Linked DNA regions of Mus musculus: region 1 is linked to region 2. The links are chromatin contacts, called in public HiChIP or PLAC-seq maps. All regions are on one chromosome and are shown on one strand. Each heading gives the region's core, a stretch centred on a gene start, on an enhancer-like site or on the middle of the called end of the contact. The rest is flanking DNA. Distances are from core to core; before and after follow the strand shown. Region 1 overlaps Akna (AT-hook transcription factor). Region 2 has its middle 19 kb from the start of Gm30699.

What was found. HiChIP or PLAC-seq counts read pairs in DNA pulled down with a chosen protein or histone mark.
Region 1: a contact with region 2 is called in an H3K27ac HiChIP or PLAC-seq map of thymic regulatory T cells, with 2.9 times the contacts expected there. The contact joins two enhancer-like sites. A contact is called at or near these places in 2 of 115 datasets of contacts at active chromatin or transcription factors (microglia and thymic regulatory T cells).

The regions. Positions count from the first base shown.
Region 1 is chr4:63,387,194-63,391,504 of GRCm38.p6, forward strand. All of the region lies in intron 4 of Akna (AT-hook transcription factor), which reads right to left. Aknaos (a long non-coding RNA gene) reads left to right here. Exons shown (of 4, transcript XR_003955426.1): 2 at 1-187; 3 at 998-1,242; 4 at 1,483-4,311. Among named protein-coding and RNA genes, the nearest start is that of Gm52742, 6.0 kb to the right of the region's middle. Within about 2 kb of position 1,993, at least 122 of the 459 cell types and tissues checked have an H3K27ac peak or open chromatin away from gene starts, as enhancers often do. A contact at or near this core is called in thymic regulatory T cells, where this site is marked.
Region 2 is chr4:62,753,711-62,758,137 of GRCm38.p6, forward strand. No RefSeq gene overlaps it. Among named protein-coding and RNA genes, the nearest start is that of Gm30699, 19 kb to the right of the region's middle. Within about 2 kb of position 3,066, at least 136 of the 459 cell types and tissues checked have an H3K27ac peak or open chromatin away from gene starts, as enhancers often do. A contact at or near this core is called in thymic regulatory T cells, where this site is marked.

The DNA.
Region 1 (4,311 bases), core at 743-3,242, 630 kb after region 2:
GCGAGCTCACTGCAAAGAGGCCACAGCGCATCTGTTATCCAGGCTTCCTCCTTCCTCCTTCCACCACACAGGAGCCCCATCCTTAGCCTGGGAATCACGAACACCACTTTTCAGTGGGTCCTACACTGGGCGGAGGACTTAAAAGCCGCCTCCTATTGTCTTTCCAGAGGTCCTGAAAACGAGGCAGGTAGGGATGACTTTCCCTGTTTTTCTTTTTGTAAATTCGTCTCTCCTACGATATATCCTGACAGCAGCCTTCCCTCCCTCACTCCTCCCAGTTCCTCCCCCCAGTTCCCCTCCCGCACAGATCCACTGCTCCTCCGTGTCCCTTCAGAAAAGAGCAGGCCTCACAGAGATATCAATGGAACACAGCTTAACCAGTTACAATAATACAAGGAACAAACTCTCATATCAAGGCTGGCGAGGCAACCCAGTAAGAGAAAAGGGGTCCCAAGAGCAGGCAAAACAGTAAGAGACACCCCCCACTCCCACTTTTAGGAGCCCCACAAAAAACCCAAGCTAAGCAACCATAACATATATGCAGAGGACCTAGCACAGGCCCATGCGGGCTCCGAGATTGACGCTTCAGTCTCTGTGAGCCCCTACGAGCCCTAGACTCCCAGAAGTTAAGTGCCACAAGAGATCACCAGCTAGCTCTTACACTGGTAACAATAATGGTTACTAGTGATGGTTATTATATGTGTGTAACACATATATGATAATCATTAACGTTTTAATGAAATATTTCCAATAATAACTACATTGATAATGATAAACAGTAAATAGTAGATGGCTGTCTGAATGAAGGAAGGAGATGTTACGTGCACAAACAGAGCCTTCTAGTTGTGCTCTGACCTTGAAGATGGTGTGGGAAGTGTGTAGGGAGGGGGGCAGCTGATGGGGGGGGGGGATACACTGGAGCTCAGCAGGAGGGAATCCTGGTTCCAAGCAGGGGTGTGAACACAGATGGGGAGCCAGGGTCTGCTTTTGTATCCAGGGGCTCCCTGGCTGCAGGCACATCTGCCATCGTGTGCCACCAATGGCAGCTTTCACACCGTAGCAGCCAAGCTGGGCCGGCCCTGACAGAGGTTGTGGAAACCACAGCTGAAAATACTCAGTCTGGCTTGCTTGGCTTAATGTGTGCTCCAAAGTCAGAGGCCAGGCACCGACTCAGGCTCCGTCATGATACACCTCAGTTCTGGAGTGGATGGCACAGTTGGCATCACCGTGCATGAAGTCAGTGTAAGTAAATGGTAGCTCTCACCTGGCACTGTGAACTGTGATCGTCTGGAAGAGACTGTCCCCAATAGCTTTGGAATTTGAATACTTGGTCCCAGCTGGTGGCATTTTGGTGGGGGGGGGGGGGGTAGGACTAGGCGATGTGGCCTTGCTGAAGGAAGTGTATCACTGGGGTGAGCGAGCGCTGAGGCTTCGAGTGCCACACGCAAGTCTCAGTTTGCTCCCTCTGCTTTCTGCTTGTAGTTTATGCTGTGAGCGCTCAGCTTGCTGTTCAGACTGCCAACTGTGCTTCTCCACCGTGATGGTGATGGACCCTTGAGCCATAAACCCACCTAACTCCCTCCTTCTGTATGTTGGCTGGTCATGGTATCTTATCATAGCAATAAGAGAGTAACTAATACAGTCACCAGCATCTCCACCATCACCATCCTCCCTGTCGTCAGCGCAACACCAATAGTACCATCACCACATCACTCCCATCAGCACCATCATAGTCTTCACCATTACCGTAACCTTAACCATCATCCCTGTATCTTCAACATCCTCCCTATCCTTATGTGAATATGGCCACCGTGAAAGTGGACCAGTAAAAAAGATACACTCCTATGATGCCTTACTACCCATTTAAGAGCTCAGGTGGGCTATCCTGACTGCTCTCTGCCACCCCATGATCGGGACTAAGCAGCTGAAGATAGGCCTGACTTAGGAGTTCCACAGCCTTCAGACAGGAAGCCCCTTTGCATAAGCTGTTCTTTGAAGCCTGGCTGTCTCAAGTGTAATTTGGTGACACTGCCTCCCCCTGCCTGAGCCTCCCTAGCTGAGAACAAAGCTGGATTTTCATAATCCTCTGGGCCATCTGCTCAGCTTCGCCTGTGGGGGCCTGCCTATCAACACCCTTTTCTTCCTGAGGTGACCCAAATCCCAGGGGTGGCCCTGCCCTCTTGTGTTCCCCGCCCACTGTGCCAAGGCCCCACCTGAGGAGCAGCAGGAACCTGGCAGCTTCCAGATACAGAGGATGGAAACGAGGGAGACAGAGCCCCAGGACTGTGAGGCCCTGGCCATCCAGAGGAAGTAGGGAGTAGGGAGGGCACTTAGCAACTGCTGAGCCGTAGGGCCTGTGCCTGCCATGACCTGCCATTCTGGACAGACAGTGACACTGCCATGCAGTGACACTCAGAAGCCCTAGGGACTCTGTGCAGGGTGGACCAGCGAGTTTGGGAAACATGGGGTTAAACCTATGAGTATTCTGGGCACAGATGGGGTCTCAAGCCTTTAAAATGGTAATGAGCTCTATGAATGGGGCAAAAGGGGTGGGAAGAAAACACAGCCGCCCTCGCCCCCCCCCCCCCATATACACTGAACCCCATCAGGAGCTTCTGCTCCAGAGTGGCAGCAGAACACACTTCACGAAAGGTGCTGACATCATCCCCAATTCCTTTAAGGGTGGCTTCTGTCTCCTCACCGGTTTCACATCCCCCTAAAGCCGAGACAGGAGCTGGGAGGAAGTCGCAATAGGACAGCGAGTGGTGACATCACCACAGATTCTAGAGTCAGCACACAGAGTAAAGCCCACCCATGACTCCTAATTAGTCCTGGTCCCCTAGCCCATGCTCCCCAGACTGTGTGGTTCCTAGACGCTCCTAGATCTAAGCTCGGCCTTCCCTGGCAGTTTTTCTGGCTGCAGATTCGGTGAGCGTTGCTGGCTTGGCTTTGTCAGAGTAAGTGAGCCATGGGCCCTGCAGCCAGTGTTCAGGGTCAAAACCTAGCTCGGGCACCTCTACCTTGTGTGACCCTGCTAGGTTTTATGTGACAGAGAGGTTATCTCTGTGCCCAGTTGTAAATGACTTAGGATAGCAGTTAACAGAATCACCAGTGGATATTCTCCTATCACCATGGCCTGCCTGTCTGTAGGCTTGTCCCACACACCATGCTGGACCAGATCTAGGGATCCCAGACCTGAGGAAACTATACCATCTGCAAAGAACAGACAGATCCACGGGGACGTGCCACCTTTGTGTCTCACACTTGCTCTAGGACACTCACAGCTTAGCCTTTTGTCTGCAAGTGGAGGGGACACCCTTAGTCTGGGACTGGATTCTGGTTCAGCTGATGTTGGTCTCAGTTCCATCGGACTGTGGTTCCCAGTTCCCCACCACAGAGGGTGTATTCCAGCCTGGTTCCCTCTTGGGTGGGCCCAGCCCTGCCCCCTACATTGTTCTGGGCTCTGGCCAGAGCCTCAGCAGGTGCTAGAGAAGTCATGTTCAAAGATCCCTGTGAGAGACAGGAAGCCGATGGGATCCAGAACCTCTCATTCAGGTTTCTCCTAATTCAGGTCCGTTCAGGTGGACTTTGTGGAGAACATCTTCTGGTAGAGAACATGGAACTCAGAAATTGAAGCATCTGTGGGCCCTGATCCCCTGTTCTCCCCTGCAAGTTGGGACCCTGAGCTGTGCCCCAGTTACTCCCAAAATGGCAATGAGGCTGGGGTGGAGGGAATTATGGGCCATTTTCAGTGCAATCACTCGAACAGAACTCACTCTTTTCTTGGGCCAAAGAGTTATCATTTCAGAGAGCAGCAGAGGGAGGCTGAACCATCCAGCATCTCCTACAGTTTATCCTGGGAGCCCTCTCTGCAGCTCTCCCCAGGCCTGTCCTCAGACTCCCTCTCAATGCTCGGAGCTCTGGGTCACCTAAAGACATCAGTGGGAGTTATTGTCTTCCAAAAGGTCTGCTCACAGCCCCACAGATGTAACCCAATAGATGTGTCTAGAAGACCATGTGGGAAGGGTCCTGCCTGCACCTGGCAGGGCCACAGGCATGGAGACAGGCAGGCCCTTTTCAACTTCTTGCTAGGATAGACTACACCCGTGTTCCCCAAAAGTGGCTGAAGGCATGAGGTCAGCACATGACCGGGGGACCTCGGAGTGGGAAGCACTCTGCAGAAAGGTGGGGTGTCCTCTTTCTAGGGGGACAACCAGAGCTGGGGGAAGGGAGGTACATCTTTATTCAGCAGCTGTCCTGCCTCCTCTCTGCAGCCTGTTTGAGCAAACAAGGGTCTGAGGAAAGCAGGAA
Region 2 (4,427 bases), core at 1,816-4,315:
CCATGGATAGAAAACCACACACTGCCATTGTCACCTGTGAGCTGAGGTTGTGTTCTCTTAATGCACTTATGTTTGTAAGTATCAAGCGGAGGTTCAGAGAGAGTAACGGAGTTGCCCCGTATCCCCCAGCCGTGCTGGACCTGGGACCTGAATCCCAGATCATCCCCACTGTCAAGTTCATTTCCCCTCTTCTGCTTTCTCTGTGTGCTTTGCTCTCTTTCTCAGTGAGGCAAGACCCCATGTCCCATGTTCCATCTGGGTCAAGACTCCCATACCCCAAGGGAAATTTTGAGGTGAGAAAAAGATGCTGCAAGGTCATGGGGCAAAAGATTACAGGGTGAGGGTGCCTTCCTCTCTCATTCTCTTTGGACATCCTTCATCCTCCAGCGGAGGACAATTCCCTTGCATTCTGAGACAACTGCTCATCCCTGGGTTTTCTCTGTCACAGCTTTATTTGCTTCCTTGGACTAGATCTGTTTGCATTTGGAATCCCAGTGTCCAGCTCAGGGACTGGTACACAGTAGGCAAATGCGTGTGTCACCTATGGCTGCGTCATGGCTGTGGAGGAGGATGGACTGGGCTGAGATCTGTGGCCATTGTCTTCCTTTTGAGTTGCTACGGCATCGAGAACAGCTCCTACACTGAACTTCACCCTAGTTTGCTTTCTATTGCAGTGATAGACTGTGGCCGACAGCATCCTGGGGAGGAGTGGGCTCATGGGTTTATAGATCCCAGTCCGCATTTAATCATTAAGGGATGTCAGGACAGGAACTCAAGCAAGAGCAGAGGCAGGAGCCACAGAGGAAAGCTACCCACTGGCTGGCTCAGCTTGCTTTCTTAGACCACCTGCCCAGGGGTGGCACCACCTACAGGGACCTAGGCTCTCCCACATCAATCACAGACCAAGAAAATGCCTCCACAGACTTGCCCGCAGGCCAATCTAATGGAGACAGTGCCTCATCTTCCCTTCTCCCCAGATGACACTAATTTGTGTCAAGTTGACAACAAAACCAAACAACCCCTCCCCAAACCACCCGCCACACACAAATAAAACACTCCAAATTAACAAGCACAGCACAGCACCCCCAGGGTACCCTCACTATTAGAATGAAGTTCACAGGGCTGGTTGAGAACCGGCTAACCTAGTGGCCACAGCTGGGTAGTCACGCTGTCCTGCTAGTGAGGCTAGGCCACCCTGACCTCCCTTCACTGCCCTTCTGTACTGAAATAGACTTCCAGATGGCCCCCTAGAGAAATGGCTGCTAGAGTCTCAGAACACACAGCCCAGCCTATGGGGTTTGAGCCCTTGGAATCGAGGAACTGAGGCTGGTAGGTGGGGCTGGCAGAGCAGGCCACATTCCTACTTCTCTTCCAGTTTTCCTCTACTTGCTCAGTGCCCATGGGACTTCCAATTCACCCTGTGTAGGAATCCCCCCAAACCTTCCACTGGCTACAGTGGGAACTGTTGAGTAAGAGTAATAGGGACTGCCTTTATTTTTGCCCACGAGAGGAATAATAGCAGCACCTACTGTGTTCTGGAATGCAACAGTGCATAAGGCATTTGGCGTAGGTTGGCTTTGTCATTCTCATGATGTGATTTGACAAATCCCCACTGCAGTCAGGAGCCAGGATTCAGGAGGGCTGTGCCTAGGTTATACTAGTAGGAAGCAGTCAAGTAAATTTGAGTGGCTTTCTTGCCTCCGGACTCGCACTTGCAGCCAAGGGTTGGCCACACCTCTGGGTTCCTGTCTTCTGTGTCTATTCCTGGGTCTTTTTTTCACACCTCCTCACCCCCTATGAGGGCCCTGGTTCATAGGGTCAAGGAAGCAGGTGGCCTGTGGGGGTCTAGGCTGAGAGGAAACATGGTTTCAGGAGAACTAGGCAAAAACCATATGGGAGGACCCAGTGCCCCCCACCCCAGGCCTCTGTCTCCTTGGTAACTGGCACCATGCAGCCCTCTCCAGGCCCCTGCGAGCCTTCAAGGCTGTGGGCCAAGGCCTTGGCAGATGGCTGACAGGATGCTGATTGGAAGCAGATGTGTGGGCGTGTCTGGCTGTGGGCCCAGAGGAGCTCCACATCTGGAGCCCTGGGGCTTGGAGTGGGGGGGATGCTCAGATGGTGAGAGGGACTTAGGGTGGGTGGGACTCAGACTCACTCCCTCACTCAGACCCCAGTGTTTTAGTGCACTTGGCCCCAGAAAGAAGAAATAGCTTCAATTTTCTCTGTGTACTCTGAAACTGGTTCTAAGCCAACCGTGGTTAGAAATCAACATCCGGTCTCTTCTACATTTTTTCACATGGGGAAACTGAGGCCCAGGGAGGAGCTAGGATGAGGACATGCTACGGCAAGTGGGGTGACTCAACCTGACATGGCTGTAGCCATCTTGGTGATACTCACCATTTTCCCTGCCTGCTGACCCTGGACCTCATCTCAGGCTCCAGGGTTCAGGACAGGTTGCTGTGACAGGCAGGTGAGCCGGGGGATGCCTGGGCTGTTTCTCAGCTGAGCTTCACTTGTTCATGGCTTTAGTTTTAGAGAGTGCTGAGGGACATCCTGCTTGGCTGCTGTTCATTTCTGCTCAGCCTTTTCTGGAAACTTCTTTGTCCCACTAGTGTGTCCCCAGGATCCTTTAGTTTTGCTATTGCCTATGACACTTTTCTGTTCTGAGTGCTGGACAGACTGCACATCATGTATTCATGGGTCTGCTCTCTCTCTCTCTCTCTCTCTCTCTCTCTCTGTGTGTGTGTGTGTGTGTGTGTGTGTGTGTCCGGGCACACATGTGTGTGCACACACATGTATATGCTTATGCTTGCCTGTAGAGGCCAGAGGTCAACAATGAGTGTCTTCTTTAATTTCTCTTCACATTATTTTCTGAGACAAAGTCCCTCGAAGGATCTAAAGTTTGCTGATTGGCTAGACTGGCTGGCCCGCTAGCCCAGGATCCTCCTGTCTTTCCCCTCCTCCCTTACTGGGACCCCAAGTATGCACCTATGTGCTTGGCTTTTATGTGGCTGAGTGGGGAGCTCAACTCCGCCTGTCTGCATTGATGTATTTTACTGAGCCGTCTCCTCTGCATGTCTTCTCCACCCGTCTGTTTCACGACAACATGTGAAGCCAGCCCTCCAGACAGGAAGAGTGATACTCTCTTGAATGGCTGAGAGAGAAGTGCACAGAATCTGTGCAGCCCTGCTATTAACACTGCAGAGTTTCCCGAGTCTTACTTCAGTGCTTATCTCCTCCTTGGGAGACCCTCTGCTCCCTGCCAAGCCACAGGGGGATTGTGGGCATGGCCTCCAACCCTGGGCCCTCAACCACATTCTTGGGATTGCTGGAGGGAGAGGCCGGGGCTGAAGCTTTGCGGTTTGCCTCTGTTTCCTGTTAGAAGAGCTACTGAGGCTTAATGTCACCGTTCATACCTCATCGGAGATCCAGAGATGACAGTCTGTCAGCCTCTGTCTGGATGCCTCCCGGAGGGGACACTCATCACCTCATCCACATGACCTGCCTGCCCCAGTCAGTGCTTATGCTGAGAGCACACTTGAATCCAGGTAGGGCCCTGACTCCTTGTCAAGGTCCCTCCACATCTCAAGCTATACCAGGCTGTTCTTCAGCTTCAGGAGTGGAGTGAACCCCCGAACTGCTCCTTCCACCAACCTGGTCCCTGAGGCCAAAGCTCAAGAGTTCTGCCTCCAGAGACTGTGAAGTACTGCCAGCAGGCAGCCCCTCCTCTTTGACTCTGGCCAAGCCACACGGGCTCCTGGTGCCTGTGAACTACACAGTTCTGGGCCATTCTGCTGAAGGCTATCTCTCTTCTCACTGGGAAAGGGAAGGCACCTCTGGCTCAGACTGGAAGTCAGCAACCAAAAATAAGGAAAGCTTCTTTCCAAAACTCGGTGTGTATCTCAGATGACACTTTTGTGTCTCTGGGGCTCAGTTTTGTCATCTTCAGAATGGGTGACGATTCCTGCTCAGCACCTGCGGGCTGGTATAAAATTCAATGGCAGCTCTGAAAGTGAACGCCTTGCGGGTAAGTGCAGGAGACAAAGGTAAAGATAGCTTAGCGACAGCATCTCAGGCAGAAGAGGCCCCAGGAGAACCCAGGCCCCCAGAATCCTATTCACAGGAACTCCTCTCCACACATCAAGCCTCAGGTCAGGTCTCTAGAAGACTCCAGGCAGATGTGCCTATAATCTTAAGGTGCCTGTGTCAAAAACATCACAGACCACAGCGTCCTAAGACAATTTCAGGGAAAGATGAGGTTTTTAGAACAATAGGGCAGTGTGGTGGTGAGTTTTAGAATCACCTGGGAAGGGAGTCTCAGTGAGGGATTGTCTAGATCATGGAATGGCCTGTAAACATGTCTGTGGGGGATTGTCTTTATTGCTGAGGTGGGAAGACCCAGCCCACTGTGGGTGAAACCATCCCCT